3 separate regions of the Zea mays genome follow, and all the other regions are linked to region 1. The links are chromatin contacts, called in public Hi-C maps. All regions are on one chromosome and are shown on one strand. Each heading gives the region's core, a stretch centred on a gene start, on an enhancer-like site or on the middle of the called end of the contact. The rest is flanking DNA. Distances are from core to core; before and after follow the strand shown. Region 1 has its middle 19 kb from the start of LOC100278439. Region 2 holds the start of LOC100286060 (transcriptional regulatory protein algP). Region 3 holds the start of LOC103639069.

The links. Hi-C and Micro-C count contacts between places; a contact is called where the count stands out from the background.
Region 2: a Hi-C map of ear shows a contact between it and region 1, with 2.2 times the contacts expected there. The contact joins the promoter of LOC100286060 here to the enhancer-like site in region 1. A contact is called at or near these places in 2 of 25 Hi-C or Micro-C datasets (ear and tassel).
Region 3: a Hi-C map of ear shows a contact between it and region 1, with 2.6 times the contacts expected there. The contact joins the promoter of LOC103639069 here to the enhancer-like site in region 1. A contact is called at or near these places in 2 of 25 Hi-C or Micro-C datasets (bundle sheath and ear).

Annotation. Positions count from the first base shown.
Region 1 is chr9:130,661,311-130,664,010 of Zm-B73-REFERENCE-NAM-5.0, forward strand. No RefSeq gene overlaps it. Among protein-coding and RNA genes, the nearest start is that of LOC100278439, 19 kb to the right of the region's middle. Within about 2 kb of position 1,366, at least 18 of the 20 cell types and tissues checked have an H3K27ac peak or open chromatin away from gene starts, as enhancers often do. A contact at or near this core is called in bundle sheath, ear and tassel, where this site is marked.
Region 2 is chr9:130,357,950-130,360,649 of Zm-B73-REFERENCE-NAM-5.0, forward strand. LOC100286060 (transcriptional regulatory protein algP) reads left to right here and starts at 1,347. Exons shown (of 2, transcript NM_001372382.1): 1 at 1,347-2,053; 2 at 2,262-2,519. The coding sequence starts at 1,436. The coding sequence ends at 2,345.
Region 3 is chr9:130,296,370-130,299,069 of Zm-B73-REFERENCE-NAM-5.0, forward strand. LOC103639069 reads right to left here and starts at 1,416. Exons shown (of 1, transcript XM_008661862.4): 1 at 1-1,416. The coding sequence starts at 947. The coding sequence ends at 240.

The DNA of each region.
Region 1 (2,700 bases), core at 116-2,615:
AAGTCTTCTGGGTAGTGTCTGGCCACCGTGATGTCAACCGGCAGTACAGCAAATCTAGAGCAGAAAGCTTTCTTGATGACGTCGATGCCGATCGCCGGTCTGTCTCGCCCCAGCCATGCCCAGACAGCATGAGAGGCCAGATGATCCAACTCAATGTCCATGTCGCCGCAAGAGTGCGCCACAGCGAAAGACTCCTCTGGGCGTATTGCGGTGCTGCTTCTGAAGGCCATCGTCCAATTGCCAAGAGGCGGGAAATTGGAATGATCCGAGGGAGGAGGTGCTTGTGGCTGTACTGAGGGTGGTTGTGGAGTTGTGGTCTTGGACGCCTTGTAGTTCTGAGGGCAGTGCCAGCTTTTATGGCCCGAACGACCACACTTGAAGCATTTCACCGGGTCCCTGCACTCAGCTGCACGGTGACCCCGAGCAAGGCAACGAAAGCATTTATTCTGCATGCTTGCCAGTAGCCCGCTGGTTGCTCGAGGGATTTTAAGAGAGGCGCTGGTTGTTGGGCGTCTTGAAAGTACCTTTGAATTTGATGTAGGTAATGCTTCACCCGCCGGACGGAGTCTGCGCTTGTAATGAACAGTTGTCCACCTAGAACCGGATTGGTCGGGCAGAGTGGAAGGAATTGAATCCCCGGGAGCAGCAGCGGTATGGTCAGCGCCGTTCACTGCAGGAACATCCTGCCGCCCAAATCTGAGGCAGGATTTGGCCGGTGGCGGGGAGTGAATGCTTGCAGGAGAGGATCCCCTTCCTCTGACGAGATCAGCAAAGCGCACGCGCTTGATTGACGACTGTTGATTTGTCGAGCGCAGGATTGTTGCCATCGAAGCAGCCGAACCATTCGTGGCGTGACAAAGGGAGGTGCTGTAGCCGGCTAGGCTATGATGCTCCACGCTGTGAGCATCAGGGTTCAGATCTGCTGAAACGGAGCCTACAAGAAGCTGTAGATCCGCGACGGGACCGCTGCCTGGGAGAGGTGTGGGTCGGCTACCTTGATTGGATCTTGACTTGCTCACCGCCGGAACAGAGTGGGATACGAGGGACGGAGACGGGGGCAGCTTAGCGGGTGGTGGATGCGGGGTCCTCTTACATACCTGCTCGCCGGGGAGGAAGTCCCGTTTGCTGATGGCGGAGTGGTCGCCAGTGCCGCCGCCGGTAGCAAGTGCCAGAATAGTCGTCGACCCCTCAGTATTGCTTACCTGGTCGCTCCTTCTGTTTTTTTCCTCGATTTTGTTTTTAAGCGTGTAGCATACAGAAGCACGGCCCTCGTGCAAGATCCGCCACCTCATTTGGCAATACTACTGCCCCGGGCCTGCAGCAGTATCCAAATGGACCGGCCCATTTATGTGGCCCCTGTCCTTTTTCATCAGGCATCGGTTTTGGGCTCACAGAGGAGATGGGCAGTTGCCTAGGCCTCCGAATAATTCCATGTCCATACCTTATCTCGGCAATGTGGCCATGCGCCCATACTACCCCATCCTGTTGGAACTGAGTAACTGACCATGATTCATATCTGATTCACCGATTGCCGACTAGCTTCAGTGGTCCCGTCCAGAAGTAACCATACTTTTGCAGCTAGCTTGCCAGGTTTCTTCGTCTAAAACACAGGTCTGGGTGCGCGTAGATCTTAGCTACTAGTAGTCTGAAACAATTCGAGTGGTCATCTGAAAGTTGGCGGATTTCATTAGCTTAGGGAATGTTTGAAACTCGGGTCAGTTACGGTTAGAGCCTCTAAACAGCTTTCAAAAAATCTCTCGCTGATACACCCAGGCTATTGTTCGAGCAAGACAGGAGAGATGCACGAGTTTCCCTATTGCTCTGCTTGTTGACCTCAGCGTGCTTTCTGCGACGGGTACATAGAAGCTCTATAGTGGCAGTTATGAATCTATTTGTATTGTCGTCTTTCAGAACCGCCAGTGTTAGGGACCAGTATTACATGCGGATACTGAGGACCGTCAGTGAAAATCGATTTCCACTTACGATTGATGTAAGAAAACCAGTAAAAATCGCGTAAAAAACCGTTAGTGAAAATTATTTCCAGAAAACATAAAACAGGTTTTTAAAACAGTCGAATCACAAGTCACGACATTTTTCACGAAGAATTCGCTCGCTACGCGATTCCTAGGAATCGAACCCGACCTTACTCTCGCGCGTACCCTCATCTACTGATCCGCATATGACGTTCTTTTTGTCTGACTATAGTTTTGTTGCCCATATATTACAATCAACTAAGTGTAAATTGTTTGTTTGAGACTGTAAACGAATATAAATAAAAATATTGTAAACTACAAAGTTATATAACTTTTGAAGTTCTACAACTTCTACATTGACAGATTTTACATCCGAGGTCATTTGCAAAATTTGAATTTTAAATCTTACAAATTTAGATGCAATTTTTAGTGACGGTTTCTTAACTGTAGAAATTGATTTGTACAGACGTTTCATTAAGAAAACCGTCTGTACAAATCACGGTTTTATACAGGCAGTTTTCGTAACGAACCGCCTGTACCGTCAGTAAAAATAACACTGACACATGGTAAGCGAATCCGTCTATAAAAATTAGATGGCTCCGTAGGCTTGGAGGGGTTTTTTTCTACTAGTGTACTCTTCATGTAATAAATTATAAAATGGTTGAGAGCTCGGCGCCTTTCTCCTTCAAACGTGCATGTGGTGGAACATATGATGTGCGCCTTCTTG
Region 2 (2,700 bases), core at 97-2,596, 300 kb before region 1:
ACGCGGAGTATCCGTGCATATATAAGGGCGTGTTTGGCTCATCTTTCTTAACTAGATTCAGTACTAAAAATCTAGAATCTCAACTAAACAGGTACAATAGCATAATATATTTCTCTAGTTCAATTCAGAATCACCTCATACCCTAGATTTTTTAGATTTCTATCATTCATATTATAAGCTGTCACACTCTTATAAAATCTATAGTTAATAGTTGTTTCAACTAAACATTTTTCAGTTTTTCACAATCGTCAGCTCACAACAACTTTTTCACAGCTACTTAATTTTTCCTCCTATATCGTAATATGCAGCCACGTCATCTAGACTGTACACTTTTCCTCTTATATCGTAATATGCAGGCCTCTCCTAGCGCTAATCGGCTAAGGGCGGAGCTACATATAAGGGAGTGAGAGCTTAGATCCACGCTCATTGCTTTGTTACAAGTTTAGTGTCTACATTTTCACCATTAAATTCCATGCTGAGCTTAATTGAGATGCCCTTGTTTTAGTATTTTGGTGTCTATCTTTATAAGTGTGCCCTCACTCTTGTTTTGTTCTGGGTCTGCCCCTGTGTTCGGCGGATACCAGTGCAGACAGTGTAAACCATACTAAAGTGTGCCCTGTTTGGCTCATGTAGTCACCGAACTAAAGTTTAGTCACTAAAATACCCTATTTAGATTCAGTGACTAAACCATACTAAAGAGTATTAATTGATGTGAATAATGATGTATCCCTATTAATTAGTAGATGTTTGCAGCAAGAAGAAGGTGAAGAGAGCAAATAAGGTAAAAATCTTACTTTAGTCTCTTTTAGTTATCTCTTGGTGACTAAAGAAATAAAGTTTAGTAATCCCACTTTAATCACCATATTTATTTCTTTATTTATAGACTAGAAGTGATTAAATTTTCCAAACCAAACTGGGGCTATGCTGGCGTCAAGGCAGGAGGACCTGACCTTCGCCTTGGCTTCACCTTCATCTTGGGATGGACTGATGGAGGAGGGAAGGAACCCACGATGCGTGGGTCATTATTTCTGTCCGGAAACCCCGCCGACACTCCGCAGCAACGGCTCCCGACACAGCCGTGGCGTCCCCTCGGAACCCAGCGAAAGCGACAGCGAGCGAGCGCCCTGGCCTGCCTCTGTCTGGCTCCGCGCGCAACTACCGGCCCAACGGAATGCAGCACCCCAACGGCACGCTACGACGCCACCCCACCACGTGGCCGCGTCCGTCCGTGCGGTTCCCGGCTGTCTCGTCCCGTCCGCGAGCCCCCAAGCCGCGCTGCACCTGCAGTCCTGCACTGCATCGAGTCTCCGCCTACTTATCCTGCGCGTGGCACTGGCACACTCGCTCTCCGCCCCAAGCCTCCCACGGTTGGCACTCGCACAGGCACAGCACCACAGAGCAGAGCAGCAGCAGCAGCGCGCTCACAACGTTCGCAATGGCGGCGCGGGCCACCGTCGTCCTCTACGCCGCGCTCCTCTGCCTGCTCTTCGCCACTAGCTCCGTCGCGCAGTCCCCCGCGGCCGCGCCAGCCAAGGCGCCGCCCAAGCCCTCCAAGGACACGCCCACCGCCGCGCCGTCCGCCACCCCGGCTGCGCCCGCTCCCAAGTCCTCCTCCAAGGCCAGTAGCCCATCAGCAGCGCCGGCCGCCGCGCCAACCACCCCGGCCCCCGCAGCGGCGCCAGCCAAGCCGCAGCCCAAGGCCCCCGCGCCCCACACCAAGGCCGCCGCCCCGGCCCCGGCCGCTGCCGCGCCTGCGCCCGTCGCCACTCCCCCCGCGGCGACACCTCCGGCCGCCGCGCCTCCCGCGCCCGTGCCCGAGGTGCCCTCCGCGGCGCCGGCGCCGGAGACCAAGCCCGCCGAGGCCCCCGCCCCCGCGCCCGCCAAGAAGAAGAAGCCGTCGTCTTCCTCCAAGGACAAGACGAAGAAGAAGAAGGGCGCTTCTGCCCCTGCTCCGGCCCCCGTCGCGAAGAAGCCCAAGACCGCCGACGCGCCCACGTCCGCGGCCGAGGCCCCCGGACCCAGTGGCGACGCCGCCGCCGCTGCCGACACCGCGGTACGCTTGCTAGCCACATTTATTACCGTTCCTCTCTGCCTCAATGACAGTGTCCTCTGATCGCGCACGAAACATAAAAATAACCCGAGCGAATGCCTGATGAACCCTGACGACCTGTCCTCTGATCGCGTGCAAAACTTCACATGTTACGACGAATTGGTTTGTTTATCAGCCTAACGCGGTCAGAACGTTTTGGTATGCCGTGCAGGGCGCCGCAGGGAGGACACAGGCGGGCGTGATGGTGTCGTCGGCCGTCGCGGTGGCGCTGGGTGCGGCGGCTCTGCTCGCCTAGATCTCGGATGGCTCTGGCGAATGCGTTTCTTCTGTGTAGGACCCACATCACATCGATCGATTCACTTGTGCGGATGCATTCTTTTTAGCTTTATGCCAGAGATGACATGAGTGTGGTTACTGTGGGACACTTGCCCCTGTAATGTTCAGATTTATTGCTATTTATATATTATTATACTATATTGTTATGCCTCCATTTTCCGCGCACACTTTGTTACATCCTTGGTTTCGTGCTACTGGTGGGAGTATTTTCTTCTCCTTGTAGGACTGTTGGGTTGGGTTGGGCCGATTATTCAGAAGCACCAACAAATATCCCGACGGAAAAAGTCAATTTTATCTTCCTCAACTAATAAACT
Region 3 (2,700 bases), core at 166-2,665, 360 kb before region 1:
CCATAGACTCGATGAACTTCAACGGTGTACAGTGTACAAGTTGGGCCATAAAATTGTCGCCTTCAGCGCAGATACGAACGTCACATGGAGTTGAGAGTGACCGCGCGCTCTCCGGTCCGGAGCCCAGACGGAACCTCCTGCCAGAGCTGCTGTGACATGGCCCTGCTTGGCTGGCTTGACTGGAAGTCTGGAACCGGAGCAGATCGTGTATCCTGTATTCCTGTTGCCTTCGCCATTTTTCACACCAGCAGCAGTTTCTTCCCCGACGACGGCCTACGATTGGGGTAAGCACGGCAGGGCTTGCTGTCCGCCCAAACCTCCGCCGGACTTGCGGGCCCGACGCCCAAGAAACGGTGCTGCTGAGGAGCTCCCAGCTGCAGCCTCTCGTAGCTCGCGAGCCTCCCAGCGACGGGGCCGCCACCGAACAGGCCGCCGCACCTCCGCGGCGCGCTGCCGAACTCCACGCACCTGAGGAACTCGGCGGCGCCGCTGGCCAGCCTCTCGAACCTCCGGACGGCGGCACAGGCGTGGGAGCACGCGTCGTCGTCGCCGCCGCCGCCGCGGGCGCGGGCGAGGAGCAGGAGCGCCGAGAGGAAGCAGAGGACCGCGTGCGCGACGCGGCGCGGGAGCGGCGCCCGGGCCAGCCTCTCGCGGGCGTCCTCCTCCTGCAGCTCCCGCAGCTTCCACCGGTGCAGCGCGGCGTCGCACTCGTCCGCGGCGCGCCTCAGCTTCCGGCGCCAGCGGAGCAGGGACGCGTCGGCGTCGGTGGCGTGGTGCTGCCAGCGGCTGGACAGCTCCAGCGCGGCCTCCATCTTGATGTGCGCCATCTCCAGCCGCTCGACGCCTTCCCGCGTGCTCAGGCGCTCCCTGCTGTGCTTGCTGATGAGGAAGGAGAAGGTCCGGTTGACCACCTCGCCGACAACGACGGACCCGACCATCTCTGCCATTGTTGCGATAGGTCTCTCGAGTACTACTCTCTCACTGGCGAACGCCTACAGATGCTGATAAGCACATCAGATCGGTCCACTATCTGCACAGGAGTGGATGATCGGATCGGAGCACAGGAGATGAGGTAATGGAAGAGAACAAAGGTCATGTGTCCTCCAGGTCCGTTTCTTGCTCAGGCCATGGTTGGATTGCAAAATACACATGCCAGTTGCCAGTCAATCGGGGGAGCTTGGACGACCCGCATTTCGTTGACCAGACCAAGTCGATGCCGCGTAATCTGACCACCGTTTTCATGTTCCAAGGGTCTGCTGGGCTTGTGTCCATGTCCAGTGTGAATGCCAGGGTGGGCTCATGTGATTTGGGCAGTAGCAGCCCAATGTGGCATGCGCAAGCCAGCGGGAAAAAAACATTTCTCTCCGTTTCTCATAATCAGAAAAATATATAAATTTGTGCTTTTCGGTGCCTTATAGCTAAGCTGTGTGTTAGCTTCGGGGCTTGGCTCACCAGTCACCGCACTCAGCAAAATATATCATTGACTCGGCAAAACCTCTGCAAAAGGTATGAGGGTTTCCCTGGTTGTTGGATGGCATGAAGATTTGATCCCACATTATGCCATGAGTAGGTGCCTTTGAAATTAGGCACAAATCAATATTAGAGCTCAGGGCAGGGCCCACATAATTCAAGGCCCTGTATCGATTTTTTTCCTTTTTTTCTTTGTTAAGAATAGATGGTATAGATTAATCTCATTTATTAACGGTGATTGAATTATTAATGTGGAAAATGGCTTAATAACGGTAACTGAGAGCACCTAGGGGGGTGAATAGGTGATCCTGTAAAACTTAAAACTTAAGCCACAAAACTTGGTTAAGTGTTAGCACAATAATCACCAAGTGGCTAGAGAGAAGATCTTGCACAATACGATAACCACAAAGAGTTCAACACAGAGATGACACAGTGGTTTATCCCGTGGTTCGGCCAAGACCAACGCTTGCCTACTCCACGTTGTGGCGTCCCAACGGACGAGAGTTGCACTCAACTCCTCTCAAGTGATCCAATGATCAACTTGAATACCACAGTGTTTTGCTTTTCTTTTCTTATCCCGTTCGCGAGGAATCTCCACAACTTGGAGCCTCTCGCCCTTACACTTTTGATGTTCACAAAGAATCACGGAGTAAGGGAGGGATGAGCAACTCACACAAAACACAAAGATCACAGCAAATACGCACACACAAGACCCAGACTTGAGCTCAAAAGACTAGTGTCGGCGTTTCGAGACAGGGGGGTCCCAAAGCCGACGAGTGAGTGTGCTGCGTGCCCCAGCCCAGATGGGTCGAGCGCGTGGGCGAGCGCGAAGGGGGGAGAGGCGAGGTGGCCGGAGTCGAGCGTGAGAGAGGTGGAAGTCCCGCGGCCTTTGTGTTCGTCCCGCGCCCAGGTCGGGTGCGCTTGCAGTAGGGGGGTTACAAGCGTCCACGCGGGTGAGGGAAGCGAGCGGCCCCAAGAGAGCGCCTGTCCCGTCCTCGGTCCCGCACGGCCAACCTTCTCTAAGAAGGCCCTGGTCCTCCCTTTTATAGTCGTAAGGAGAGGATCCAGGTGTACAATGGGGGGTGTAGCAGAGTGCTACGTGTCTAGCGGAGAGAGAGCTAGCGCCCTAGGTACATGCCAATGTGGCAGCCGGAGAGGTCTTGGCACCTTACTGGCGTGATGTCGTGGCTGTCGGAGGCGCGACGGAGCCTGGCGGAGGGACAGCTGTTG